Regions from separate parts of the Mus musculus genome. Here all the other regions are linked to region 3. Evidence: chromatin contacts called from public HiChIP or PLAC-seq and Micro-C data. All regions are on one chromosome and are shown on one strand. The core of a region is the stretch at or near the end of the contact, and the rest is flanking DNA. Distances in the headings are between cores, read along the strand shown. Region 1 holds the start of Potegl (POTE ankyrin domain family, member G like). Region 2 holds the start of Yme1l1 (YME1-like 1 (S. cerevisiae)). Region 3 holds the start of Spopl (speckle-type BTB/POZ protein-like).

The links. Hi-C and Micro-C count contacts between places; a contact is called where the count stands out from the background. HiChIP or PLAC-seq counts read pairs in DNA pulled down with a chosen protein or histone mark.
Region 1: a contact with region 3 is called in a Micro-C map of embryonic stem cells, with 2.5 times the contacts expected there. The contact joins the promoter of Potegl here to the promoter of Spopl in region 3. A contact is called at or near these places in 6 of 39 promoter capture datasets (the HPC-7 cell line, embryonic stem cells, liver and 2 more), 16 of 484 Hi-C or Micro-C datasets (the G1E-ER4 cell line, embryonic stem cells and stem cell-derived epiblast-like cells), 1 of 115 datasets of contacts at active chromatin or transcription factors (embryonic stem cells) and 1 of 9 other capture datasets (macrophages).
Region 2: a contact with region 3 is called in an H3K4me3 HiChIP or PLAC-seq map of the 230-238 cell line, with 3 times the contacts expected there. The contact joins the promoter of Yme1l1 here to the promoter of Spopl in region 3. A contact is called at or near these places in 16 of 39 promoter capture datasets (the C10 cell line, the HPC-7 cell line, HPC-7-derived erythroid cells and 8 more), 2 of 484 Hi-C or Micro-C datasets (the G1E-ER4 cell line and Th1 cells) and 8 of 115 datasets of contacts at active chromatin or transcription factors (the 230-238 cell line, effector CD8 T cells, embryonic stem cells and 4 more).

Annotation. Positions count from the first base shown.
Region 1 is chr2:23,205,268-23,209,607 of GRCm38.p6, forward strand. It overlaps Potegl (POTE ankyrin domain family, member G like), which reads left to right and starts at 2,209. Exons shown (of 11, transcript NM_027635.1): 1 at 2,209-2,837. The coding sequence starts at 2,545.
Region 2 is chr2:23,155,093-23,159,068 of GRCm38.p6, forward strand. It overlaps Yme1l1 (YME1-like 1 (S. cerevisiae)), which reads left to right and starts at 1,413. Exons shown (of 19, transcript NM_013771.5): 1 at 1,413-1,639. The coding sequence starts at 1,607. Mastl (microtubule associated serine/threonine kinase-like) reads right to left here and starts at 932. Exons shown (of 12, transcript NM_025979.4): 1 at 587-932. The coding sequence starts at 769.
Region 3 is chr2:23,569,616-23,573,792 of GRCm38.p6, forward strand. Spopl (speckle-type BTB/POZ protein-like) reads right to left here and starts at 2,489. Exons shown (of 11, transcript NM_029773.2): 1 at 2,228-2,489.

The sequences.
Region 1 (4,340 bases), core at 959-3,458, 360 kb before region 3:
TAGTGTTAAAGAATGTAGATTCTCTGTACATGTGTGATTTATTAAGAAAAAGGATGGAACAGTGTGTCTTCATGGTAGATGAACTAAACCAGGCTCAGAAAAAAACACATTTTATCTTACAAGTAGAGTCCAGAAATTAAGAAATAAAATGCATGTTGGAGGTGGAGTATTGGGAAGGAGAATGGGACTAGGGGTGGAGTGGGGAGAAGGGTTTATGAGATGGTGATATGGGATTAATATGGTCAAGTGCTTCATATGAACATACAAAAATATTGCAATCAAGTCCATTTCATAAAAATAATATGTGCTACTAAGAGAGTCGAATTCTAAGCATGGATATATTTGCTCTTGGAAGCAAGTCTTCTGAGCATTAGGCTTTTATGATAAGGGAAGTATCAGGAATACTATTGTGTTATCTATATAAATTATTTACACTAGTACATAATTAGCAGAGTAAAGGTCATTGACATTTTAAACTAATGAAAACCAATCCTGTCATACCTTAAATATTTGGTGTAAAATTTTTATTTTTTTGGCTTTATTTTTATCTCATTAGAAGATATCTTCAAACTGTCCAGGGATGTATGTCAGCTCATTTTTTTCCCACATCACATACTGCTTTTACAACTACATGGTGTAAAATGCTAAAGTATTTTTATTACATTGTTTCTTGGAGAAAAACTATTTGATAGAGGCTTTAAGAGATGAAAATGGGCAAGATTTTTAAAGCCAGTACAGTTCAGTTTTGCAGAGCAGGTGAACCTATATAGCAAAGCTCACACTGATGCCCACAAGACGCTGTTCAGCAGCCATCAGCCATGAATCACAGCATTGAACAGAACTGGGGGGAATTCCTGGTAACAGAAGTATCCTGGAAGAAGGGTACCATTACCTGCTCCATTAAATGAGTAAAGTACAGGAGCTATGAACTCATGTGACTCTCCATCAATGGACAGAGGTGATATTGGACAGAGGAGTCCTGAGGTTTGGAGGTCCTGGTAATTCACTGGACAGCTGCAATTTGAAAATAAGGGCATTGAAACCTTTTCAGCACGTCAAAAGACTGAACGACGGTCAAAACTGACAAATCTTGCTACCTCTGTGGCCGTGTGCTTTGTAAAAGGTCTGTCTAATTGAGTTCCCTGGTCAGAGACACTGACATTGCTACTGGAGGGGATATGGTTCTGGGTGCATGGTAAGTGGGGGTGAGGAGAAAGAAGAGGAGCAGGAAATTATTTGTCTTGGGAAGGGGAGTACGAAGGCATGCAGGAATGGAAGGCATGCAGCAATGCAGCAATGGCAGGGATGGTTCAAGCCAGGTAGTTCTTGGGGGCTGAGAAATCCACTGAATATACATATACATACACAAACACATACACGCGCACATACACATACACGTACACATATACATAAAATACCATTGTAACCTAGTGAGAAAAGATAGGTTGGGGAAAGAAAATTGCCGATTAAAAAATTTAAATATGTTGCTCTCTAAAAAAACACCTTGGAATTATTGTAGGTTTTATAAGAGAAAATAAAATAAAGCCGAACATAAAAATATAGTCAGGGCAAAAGGCTAGGAGGTTTGTTGGTGGATGTGGATGTTCATTTTGCATGCAGTGTGCATGAGTTTCTCTTCAAAATTTGCCTCTGAAACCGTGAAAACGGACTACTCTTAGTTCCACTGCTTAATTCCCATACCGCACTGGATGTGGAAAATAAACAATAGAAATTAAGAGAGCATTCTGTTAAGAGATTTTCCTGTAGAGCTGGCCTTTGGCATTCCATGTCCCCCATCACTTTCAACAGCCATGTACAAGGACTGCTTTCCCATGGCTGTAAGTCAGCCTCGAACAAACGACCAAAGGTCATCTAGCCCTCTTTTGACTTTTGACATTTAAAAAGTTCGTAATTTTAAAATTTCGTTCATATGCATGTGAGGGAAGGCGCCTCTGCGAGTATAGGTGCCTGCTGTCCAAAAGATGGCACTGTAAGCCAGCTATGGTGGGCGCTGGAAACTGAGCTAGGTCCATCTGAAAGAGCAGTACTTGCTCGTAAACACTGAGCCCATCCCTCCAGCCTCTTCTGATTTTTGAAACAACACAAGTTGACTTTGCAGAGATTTGACAGGCTGGACTACGCACATGCGCATTAACCTTTATTGGCTTCAGGTAGTCGAGGGTCACAGGCACGCACACGTTCACGCACACCCTTGCATATTTGCGTCCACCAGTATGGCTTGACAAGAACTGTTCTGCCAACTGTCCCTGCAGTTGATAGACACTAAACCAGGGAGCAGACTTGAAGGGACAGGGACTGTGGGAGAGACTTGGCAAGCCTATGACAAGTGATAATATTTGGATAAGGATGAGTGGGCTTATTACATCGTTGATACTTAGATAACGAATAATGGGCTAATTATAAATATTAAAAACAGGAGGGTGGACTTATAATTCGATATGAGATGGGGAGAGTCTGCTTGTTATAATAACGTTGATACTGGGGCAGTTAACGGTTGGTTTGTTATAAATAACCTTGCCTGAGATGGGAGGAAAGTACAGCCGTGGGGAAGAGAGGAGGCCTTTGGGGTTTCCAGGCTTCTCTGCGCTGTGTTGCTGTCAGAAAACAAATAGGGAAGAGACCCCCTTGGGTTTCTGCGATATTAAGGCACGGAGAAGTAACCTGAGCTTTGGAAGGGAGGATCCTGCTTATTTAGACATGGCTTACTTTCCTGACAATGATCTGCACATGGCGGCCTGTGCAGGCGATTTACCTTTTGTGCGGCTGTACTTTACTCTGGGTAAATACGAAGTCAATCACAGAGACAGGGAGAATAGGTAAGAGATTCTTCAGACCTGGGGTCTGAGGGCAGTGTGGGCAGTGTGGAAGAAGACACCTCTACTCACTCCCGGGACAGGAACAGGAGTGGGGAGGGCCCAGCGCTGATTGTTGCCACTATATAGTGACCGTTTCAGCACCTGTGATCAGCACACCTGGGAGGAACCCCTGGCCCAGCCAACGCAAGGGCAGAAGTCTGGTTGCTTTCCCTTCCTCATGAGACCTTTAGAGAGTCAACAGACTATTTGAAAGTGTCAATTAACAAGAACAAATCATCATTTTAACTTTGTGTAATATTAGGAGTACAACGTTAGATACATTTTTTAAAAAGTGAAGAATTCTTTTTTTTTTTTTTTTGGGGTTTTTCGAGACAGGGTTTCTCTGTGTAGCCCTGGCTGTCCTGGAACTCACTCTGTAGACCAGGCTAGCCTCGAACTCAGAAATCCGCCTGCCTCTGCCTCCGGAGTGCTGGGATTAAAGGCGTGCGCCACCACACCTGGCCCCCCAAAAAGTGAAGAATTCTTACAAAAGGAATATTTTATAATGTATTTATTACCTTCAAGCCTAAAATTCTAAGTAAAACCCAGTATCCACTATATATGATATGTATCAGAATATATATTAGAATATTAAGTATATATATATATGTTTATGTATATGTATATTAAGCCTGATGTGTATTGTAAGAAACTGAACTGAGGGTTTCTGTTTCCCCTGCCACAGTTATAAGCTGTACACCTCTACCTCTTGCTTCCAGTAGGAAGAAAAGAAACCCATAGCACTTTACTTTTATAAGCCTGCCTTAAAAGTCAAATTATTAGAAGAACACAGTTATAAAAAATTTCAATGACTTCATTGAATATTTTACCTTGAAGAAGGCATAGACAGACATAGAGGAATATTAGCCTAGTCATATATAGCTTACTATGCTAAGTGACAAACCAGTTTGATTGCATCTAAACAAGCATTGATTGGAAACTTAAATTAACAAACTATACGTACAAATCTAATGTATTATTTTCAAGTATTTAACTTGCAAATGAATTTTCCTCTTTTTTACTCATTAAATCAGCAGTCAGTTCTGCTACCTTTTAATACAGATCTGCATGTTGTGGTGACCCCAACCATAAAATTATTTTTGTTGTTACTTCATAATGGTAATTTGATATTGTTATGAATCATAATCTGTGTTTTCTGATGATCTTAGGCTACCCCTGTGAAAGGGTCATTTGATCCCCACAGGATAGGAACCACTGACGTACATGTTTAATTTGAACATTTGGTTTCTAGCCATCTTTTTATTTCTTTCTAGCTTATTTTCAGTGCTAGAGAATATAATCTACTTTAAAGCAGTGTGCAGGAGCCTGATATAGCTCTCTCCTGCCAGTGCCTCACAAATACAGAGGTGGATGCTCACAGCCATTCATTGGACTGAGCATAGATCCCCAATCAAGGAACTAGAGAAAGTGCCCAAGGAGCTGAAGGGGTTTGCAGCCCCATAG
Region 2 (3,976 bases), core at 163-2,662, 420 kb before region 3:
AGTTAGTAAAAAAGCAAAACAAACTCACAATCCCGGTGATACTTTAAATAAATAATACTACAATTAAAAACTTTCACAATATAAATTGTGTCACAGAAAATTCGAATATAATGCAGCTTCCTTTTGGTAAGAGTGAGATTTGAACTGTCTACAAACCAATCTTGTTTGTGATAGCAAGATTTCGGCTATTATGTATGTCAAACAAGGAAAACATAACCAACAAGTACTTAAGGCCGTTTTGATTTGAAACATGACTCAGGAGTCATGGGTGTGGCTTCAAGCCTCTGCCTTCAGTCGCAGTTTTCTCATTTGTTAACAATGGCCAGGGCACAGTTGGGTAAGTTTTGCTATTTTCACTGGGTTAATGATTCTCAGTATACAGAGAAGGGCAGGGCAAGGGAAAGGACAGACACCTGCTCACTGCAGTCTGCCTAAACGCCCACAGTCAACAAGCAGGACTGTGCAGGCTTCTGTAAGCCGGGCATTCCAGGCTAGTGGTACAGCAGCTCCAGAGTTTGTTCAACAACTCAAAAGGGAGGTCCGCGAGGGAGGACCATTTAAGACCTTCTCGCTTCTGACTGCCTACCTTCACTGCGTACAACTTGCCGCCTTTCTGTCCCAGGTACACTTTCCCGAATGCACCACGGCTAATGGGCTTCACTATGGTGAACTCCTCAATGGAGGGTGGTCTTGGTACCGGGATCCTACTCACGCACTCCTCTATCGCCGCACCTCCTTCATTCTCCTCACTTGCCGAGGCGGACTCCATTGCTGCACAGCTCGCCCTGCAGCAGCAACTCCCGCCAGCTAGATTCAAAAGGTTTCGCCTACGCCGGACGCCTCCCGTGACGTCACCGCGCGTCTGCGCTCTGCCGGCTCCCTGTAAGCAGGCATCGACGGGTGGGGGCCGGCGGCACTGCTGGGCGCAGTCTGCGGAGCGCTAGGCGGAGCCGGCGGCGCTGCCGGAAGGGGCGCTGGGCGGGGCTCAGCCGCGGATACACGGGCTGTTTTTGTGACGAGGCAGTGCATTCTGGCCAATGAGCAAGGGACTAAGACTTTATGTAGTCTGGTGGGGTCCTTCCGAGTCTCAGTCAAGATCTGCAGTTCTCCCTCCCTCCGCATGAGCTAGAAGCCAGGCCGACTGTTAAGTAAAGCAATGGCTAGGGATGATGTGTGGAAGCTAGCGAAGCCACAGAATGTGGAGAGCCTGGGTGAGCGTTAAGTGCGTTTGACCGCGTACTGAATTCAGAAACAGAGTAGGAGCGACTAGAAGAACATCCAATTTATTGTGGAGGTGGTGATAGGAACCTCGAAAAACCACCCCAAAGTGACAGAGTCCCCGGAAGAGGCGGAGCGCTGACGGGCGGGGGCGGGGTGAACGCGGAGGCTTGCTCCGGAAGCACTGTACCTATGGTCTTCCGGGGCAGATGTCGTCGTAGCAGCTGTCGGGAGGGGAAGCCATTTTTTCGTTTCTGGGAGGAGTAAGGGAGAAACTGGGAGAAAAGCAAAGAGAAATAAAGAGAAAATAAAAGGGCTCAGCCCCTTTCCTCGGAGCTGAAGCTAAGAAGCAGTTTCGGCTGGCCGGTAAGATCTCGAGGGCCCGGAGATGTTCTCCCTGTCGAGCACTGTGCAGCCTCAGGTGAGCCCAGCATTCAGGCGTTTTCCTGCGTCCCTTTTGCGACTTTTCCCCGGATGCTGTAGTAGAATCGGTGTTTCTGAAGCAAAATTAGTGAGGGAAGCGACGAACCCTGTTTGAGTCGCAGGCTGAAAAGGAGATCAGGGGACAGTGCTGAGACTATGACCTGACACTAACCGTGGTGAACATCACATAGCGTATCCACTGGCTTGCACAGAATTTCTGTTGACAATTCAGGGACTGTTTAGGGTTGGACAGTCTGAGATGGGGATTTGTGAAATCTGCGAGAAAGGTAAAGAAGACAGTGTTCTTTCCATCCATCTATTTCTGATTACCCTTTTTTCCTTTCAAGCCGAATTTAGTTCAAACATACTCTAATAATTCGAATAGCATCACAATTTCTTTCTTTCTGGGTAGAATTAACTTGTGCACATTTTTGAATCATTAGATTCTTGCAATTAAATTTTAAACATTTTTTAAAAAATCAGGACCCAAATTATGTTAATTTTTCCTTGTTTCATTAAAATTTGTTTTCTTTTTGGGGGGGAAGGTGTTAACAATGTTTAATTAATTAATTAATTATATTTTATTTTTTGAGGCGAGGTTTCATTGTCTATCTTTGCTGTCCTAGTCCTTATTATGTCCAGGCTGGCCTCCTAAGTGTTGGGATCATGGCTCCCACCACCATCACACCAGATGCACCATCAACTTGTCTTGAGGATTATTCCTTGGGAGGCAGGCAGAGAATCTAGAGATGTTACATAGTGAGACTTGTCTCAAAAGACTGCCCCCCCAAATGTTCGTTACATCTTACTACCTGCCTCTTTTTGTGTTCCTATGGAATTGGTAGACTAATGGAGAAAGGAATTGCTTAGCTGCTACTTAGGCAGCAAGCGAACCAAGCAAATGTAGATTTCTCCTAGTCACTGGAAATAAAGATGAACAATAAACGGATATTTCGCCGGGCGTGGTGGCGCACGCCTTTAATTCCAGCACTTGGGAGGCAGAGGCAGGCGGATCTCTGAGTTCAAGGCCAGCTTGGTCTACAAAGTAAGTTCCAGGACAGTCAGGGCTACACAGAGAAACCCTGTCTCGAAAAACCATAAGTAAATAAATAAATAAATAAACGGGAATTTCAGGCAGACAGAAAAATATAAATATAAAATCCTGTGAGGAACAAAAGTCAGGCCCATGTGGCAAGAACAGAGTGGCTAAAGGGAGGTTGGAGAGAAGCCTTGAGGCAGTTACAGAGTTCGATTCATTTGATTTCTGTGACCAGGTTGTCATTTGGAGGCTTGCTCTGGCTTCTTGTGTGGAGAATATGAAAGGGCAAAAGTGTAAGTGTTGTAGATTTAAGGATGCTGTTGCTCTGACACAGGAAAGGCATTCAGTAATTATGGAAAAGAAATTGCTTTGTCTAGTGTGGCACCTCTAATTCCAGACTTGGTGAGAGGGTCAAGAGGATTAGGATTTGGCAGCCAACCTGTCTCACAAAAATTAAAGTAGAGAAGAAAAGAAGTAATAGAATTTCACTCAGTGTAAGTGGGAGAGATGGTGGAAAGTGATATTTCTGTGTTGGTCAGCTTGATACAAGAAAATGCTGTTTTTTTAGGATGACAGTGTCTGGAGAAGTTTTAGTAATTAAAGATGTCTGATAGAGACTGTTGAATATAATATTAATTTATATGAAGAAAGCATGGTGAATAGTATACCATCATGAGGTAGACAGCATAACATGGTAGAAGAGCAAAAGAACAAGGGGGAAACCCACTCTGGTGGCGTAAAGACTGGATTTCCATGGCTTATATACTTGCTTATTGTGGGTTTTGTACAACCCCATGTAGCACAGAGCAGTTTGTAGTTCTGTGCTATTCTTCCTAGCTAATCGCCTTCCACCTCTTACTGCTGTTATAGTGGAAACTGAATTAAGCATAATTTTTAAAGGGACTCTGCGTTCACAGCAAGAAGTATAACACTGGCTAATTTTAATGTCAGGGGTTGAATTAGTTAAATTATTAGACTTGGTTTATAATCAGAGCCGATTATTTTATTCACTTAACAAAAATGCCTATTTAGCATTCTCTGTATTCACACTTGTCATGGGTTGCAACATAGAATACTAAAGTAGAAAAAATACTTGCCATATGGAGTTTATCTTTTAGTTGGATAATATGCTACAACAAAAGAAATTCTTAATTTTTGTAGTCTTCCTTGTGCCAAGCTTCTGTTGTATTCTTAGAATTTCTTGAGTTATGAAGCTTATGATTTCATAAGCTCCATGGATTACATTTGTGTTTGTCCTAACGAGATAACTTGAATCTGCAAATAGTCCTGGAATGG
Region 3 (4,177 bases), core at 1,239-3,738:
TCAATGCATACTTCAGGTACTAGCCTTTTCCTCTCTCTGAGGTCCCAAATCGAGTCATTACTAAATCCTACCAATTTTGCCTCTCAGATGTTCATGAAAGTTACTTCAACCCTGTTCTTGCTATCCTAAAGTTTTATCATTTCTTGCCCAAATTATTTATCTGCTGGTACTTGGAAAAGAATGCAGGATCATAGATGTGTATCATTTTAGCCCTGAGCTATATGCTTCACTCACTACATTACTCTATATTCAAAGCCATTCTAAGCATGTTCTTTGAACTAAGAAAATGACTACTCCACAAACTTTAAAAGCTTTAACAGCCATCTGACATACCAAAAAGTTCATTTTATTGTGTGTTACTGAAACAAGACAATGATTAAGACAATCAAACACAAATGCCTTTCATGCCTTGTCACAAATAAGACCGCAGAAAAACTGTCCCAAAAGTTCTACAAAAGCACAATGCTATTTTTCTACACAACCTAAAGGAAGCCTCAGTGTCTAGATCCCAATTTTTAAAAATAAACGATATTTAGAAACGTGAGAAGCTTATCTCAATTAGCCAGCTAGGAAAGAGCAAGTCTGAGGGACAGCAAAGGATAACAGACTCTAAGTCATTCTGTATGACTGCAAACCTTACTCAACAGGTGAGTGAACTTTAGTAAACAGGTAAAGGCTTAGGAATATGAATGAATGTCTTTGCCTCCTGTAATTCAATATAAAAGCCATGTGTAGGCTACCAACTCAGCTCTGAATATTTCACCTATAGTGATAATATTGTTATGTATTTTTTCTACTGTGAAAAAAATCTGCTATGTATTTTTTCAGAAAAAATCTGAAAGCAATGATAGAGTTTTACAAGTTCCAAACAGATATTTGAAACAGGAACTCATCGATTTTCCTATGCAAAAGTAGGGAACATAAATAAAGCTAAAACATGTATTTGAAATACACACACACACACATACACACACACACACACACACACATTAATTGGCATAATAATGCAGTACAAACCTTATATACACCAAAAGTGGACGTTAAGTAATAACAACACAGTACCTCTCAATTCTTACTTTCCTCTCTTAGAATCAACTTACCAGCACTTGAATAGAATCAGGCTATAAAAGGGTAACATTTCAGAAGCACTTAGCACATTCCAGGCCCTGACAGGTACTTTACCTGCATTTCATTTGTTCAAGCACTACTACCAAAGAGTATTGTCACCACCTTCTTTATAGCTATACGACTACTAAAGGCTGGAAAAGATAAGTGACTTTCTCAAAGCCAGAACCGAGCTTGCTGGGTAGAATGTTCGGCAATTCAACTACTCTCTGAGCTCCTAACCATGGAGCAACATTTCTCTTAGGAATGTGGGAATAATAATTTGAAATATTCTGCCACTTCTATCATGAGGGGTGGGGGGAATGTAATTTCCCCAGTCTTTTACTACTTCTCCTTCCACCCCAATAAAGAGGAGGTTTCAACTGTACAAGAATATAAGTAAAGTCTCCTAGTGGGGCAAACTAAGCCCAAAATTATTCAGATATATGCGAAGTGTCAGACACCAGGGGAAAATGGGCAGACAGCTTAGGCACTGTATTCAGTCATGGAAATTGAAGGAGTGGCTTTTATTTCTATAGGGACTGTCAATTTCTTGGAGGGCGAAAATTCTATCATTCTTTTCCTTTCGGTCAACACAAACATGCATACCTAAGATAGAGAATTAACAGGAAAGACAGCAGCAAAAGATAAAAAGGGAAGACACATTTCTATATTCAAGAACTGACCCTAATCATGGGGCTGGCTTGTCATGTCCTGGTAAATATGAGCTGTTAGGGGCAAGAATGTGGTTGGAGACGGACACTCCTGGTCCGGGGAGCTTAAGGCGCCCTAAAATGAGCTAACAGGGACGACAGCTTTCAGAACCCATTTGAGAGGACGGATGAAGACTATCGGGGTGCAGTTCTTTGCTTCAGGAAGACAGGAGAAGGCATAAAAGTGCGGGCGTAGTAGATTCCTGGATGCAGATGAGGAAGGAGTTAGACTCGAGCAAAGGGGGACCGGGGAGCGCAGCACTGCACTCCGGAAGGGACATGGACGTCCAGAGGAAGCAGAACCGCCTAAGGGAGAGAGGGGCAGGGCCGTAGGGCGTGGGCCGGAGCACCAAGGACTGGAAAGCTGAGAGGGAGGCAGCCCAGCACCGGCCGGCGGCCGGAACACCTACCCGGACACGCGGGGCGGCGGGCGGGCCCTCGGCGGCCCCGGGGACCGAGGCTGAGGCGGCGGCGAGCTCCTGCAGCGGGCACCCCCCGGCCAAGCCGCATCCTCCTCCCGGCCTCCCTCCTTGTCCTCACCGGCTGCTAAACTTCTTCCCCAAGATTAAACACACCCGCCGCCAAAGAGTGCGCCTAGCCCGAGCCCGCTCTAGGTGTTGAGGCTCGGGCGTCCAGTTTCCGCCCCGCCAGTCATCAGGGCGCGTGCGCCAAGTAGCTTTTCCTGCTCCGAGGCCCGGAACTTCCGGCGGCGGCTTTGCGAGCAATTTCCTGCTTCCCATATACCTCGCAACTACCGATAGGAAGTTTTCCCCGAGCAATAGATAGATGATTGATAGATAGATGATAGATAGATAGATAGATAGATAGATAGATAGATAGATAGATAGATAGATAGATAGATAGATAGATAGATAGATAGATAGATGATAGATAGATAGACAGACAGATAGATAGAGGTAGATAGGAAGTTTTCCCCGAGCAATAGATAGATGATTGATAGATAGATGATAGATAGATAGATAGATAGATAGATAGATAGATAGACAGACAGATAGATAGATAGATAGAGGTAGGTAGGTAAGTAGGTAGGTAGGTAGGTAGGTAGGTAGGTAGGTAGATATAGGTAGATGATAGGTAGATAGGTAGATAATAGGTAGGTAGCGATAGGTAGATTAGATAGATACATAGATACATAGATAGAAGCCCAGGGATGCCCGGAGCGATAGATAGATAGATAGATAGATAGATAGATAGATAGATAGATAGATAGATAGATAGATAGATAGAAGCCCAGTGATGCCTCCTGACTCAGAAAATCCTGTTACAGTGAGGAAACAGTGAGGCCCTGTGCCCATTAAGACTGCATCTGGGTGTAACGTTTGCTCACCTCCCATTCTGACCCCCAAACTGTATTAAAAGCTGAAACCCAAGTCTGTGTGGGTAAATAGTTGCACGTAAGGCATTTTAGGTTGGAGGGAATGAAGGGGACTTTTCATACAAGAAAGGAGTCTGTAGAGTTCCTTTGTACAAGATCAGCCAACAACTGGAGAGTGAACCGTACTAAACTAAAAATGGTAATATTAAGGTTACTGCTTCCTTTCTTTAGCCATTTGGAGTTTATAGAAATGGATGATACCACAACTTGGTTATTGGCACTCTTACATTAGCTACTTGTCCTATTCCTGCAACAAAATACCCCAGGAAAGCCATGTACGGAAAGAGGGATTTATTTGGATTGCTAAGAAAACACAGTCCATCGTGGCAATAAAGACATGGTAATGGGAGCTTAAGGCAGCAGGTCACATTGCATCCAGTGTGCAGAAGCACAATGATGAATCCAGACTGTCAGATCACCTTTTTTGGACTTAGTCTGAGACTTATCAAGTTAACAAACATAACTACCACAATCCAGCCCCTAGTTAACTGAACACCCAGGTAACAACAGAGAAATCTTATGCTCTGCAAACAGAATCAGTAGCTAAAGGAATATATTTATTTGGGAATGAGGAAACAGGCACACAGCAGACACAGAAAAAGACCCTGTGCAAAGCAGAATAGTGGGTGACTTAATAGACAAAAATGAAATCTTTTCTTGAGGGTTAGGCTATTAAAGCCCTGAACTTTTTTTCCTACCTTACTTTGGAGGTTGCTCAGTTTGAAGAAAGATAGGATGGTTGATTGTTTCTCAAGTTGTGTAACATGTCCTGAACTGTTGAGTCAGTCCATCAACAGGAGCTTATGGGCTGAAGACAAAGGCTACAAGGCTTTGGTCTCAAGTCAAGAAGGTCAGGAAGAAGCTGGCCTGTTGGGGACAAAAAATAAAGGGGGGGCCCGGGGGCAGGGAGAAATGGGATAGGAAAAAGACCCTATTCTCTGGTCAGTCAGGGCTGCTACCTACA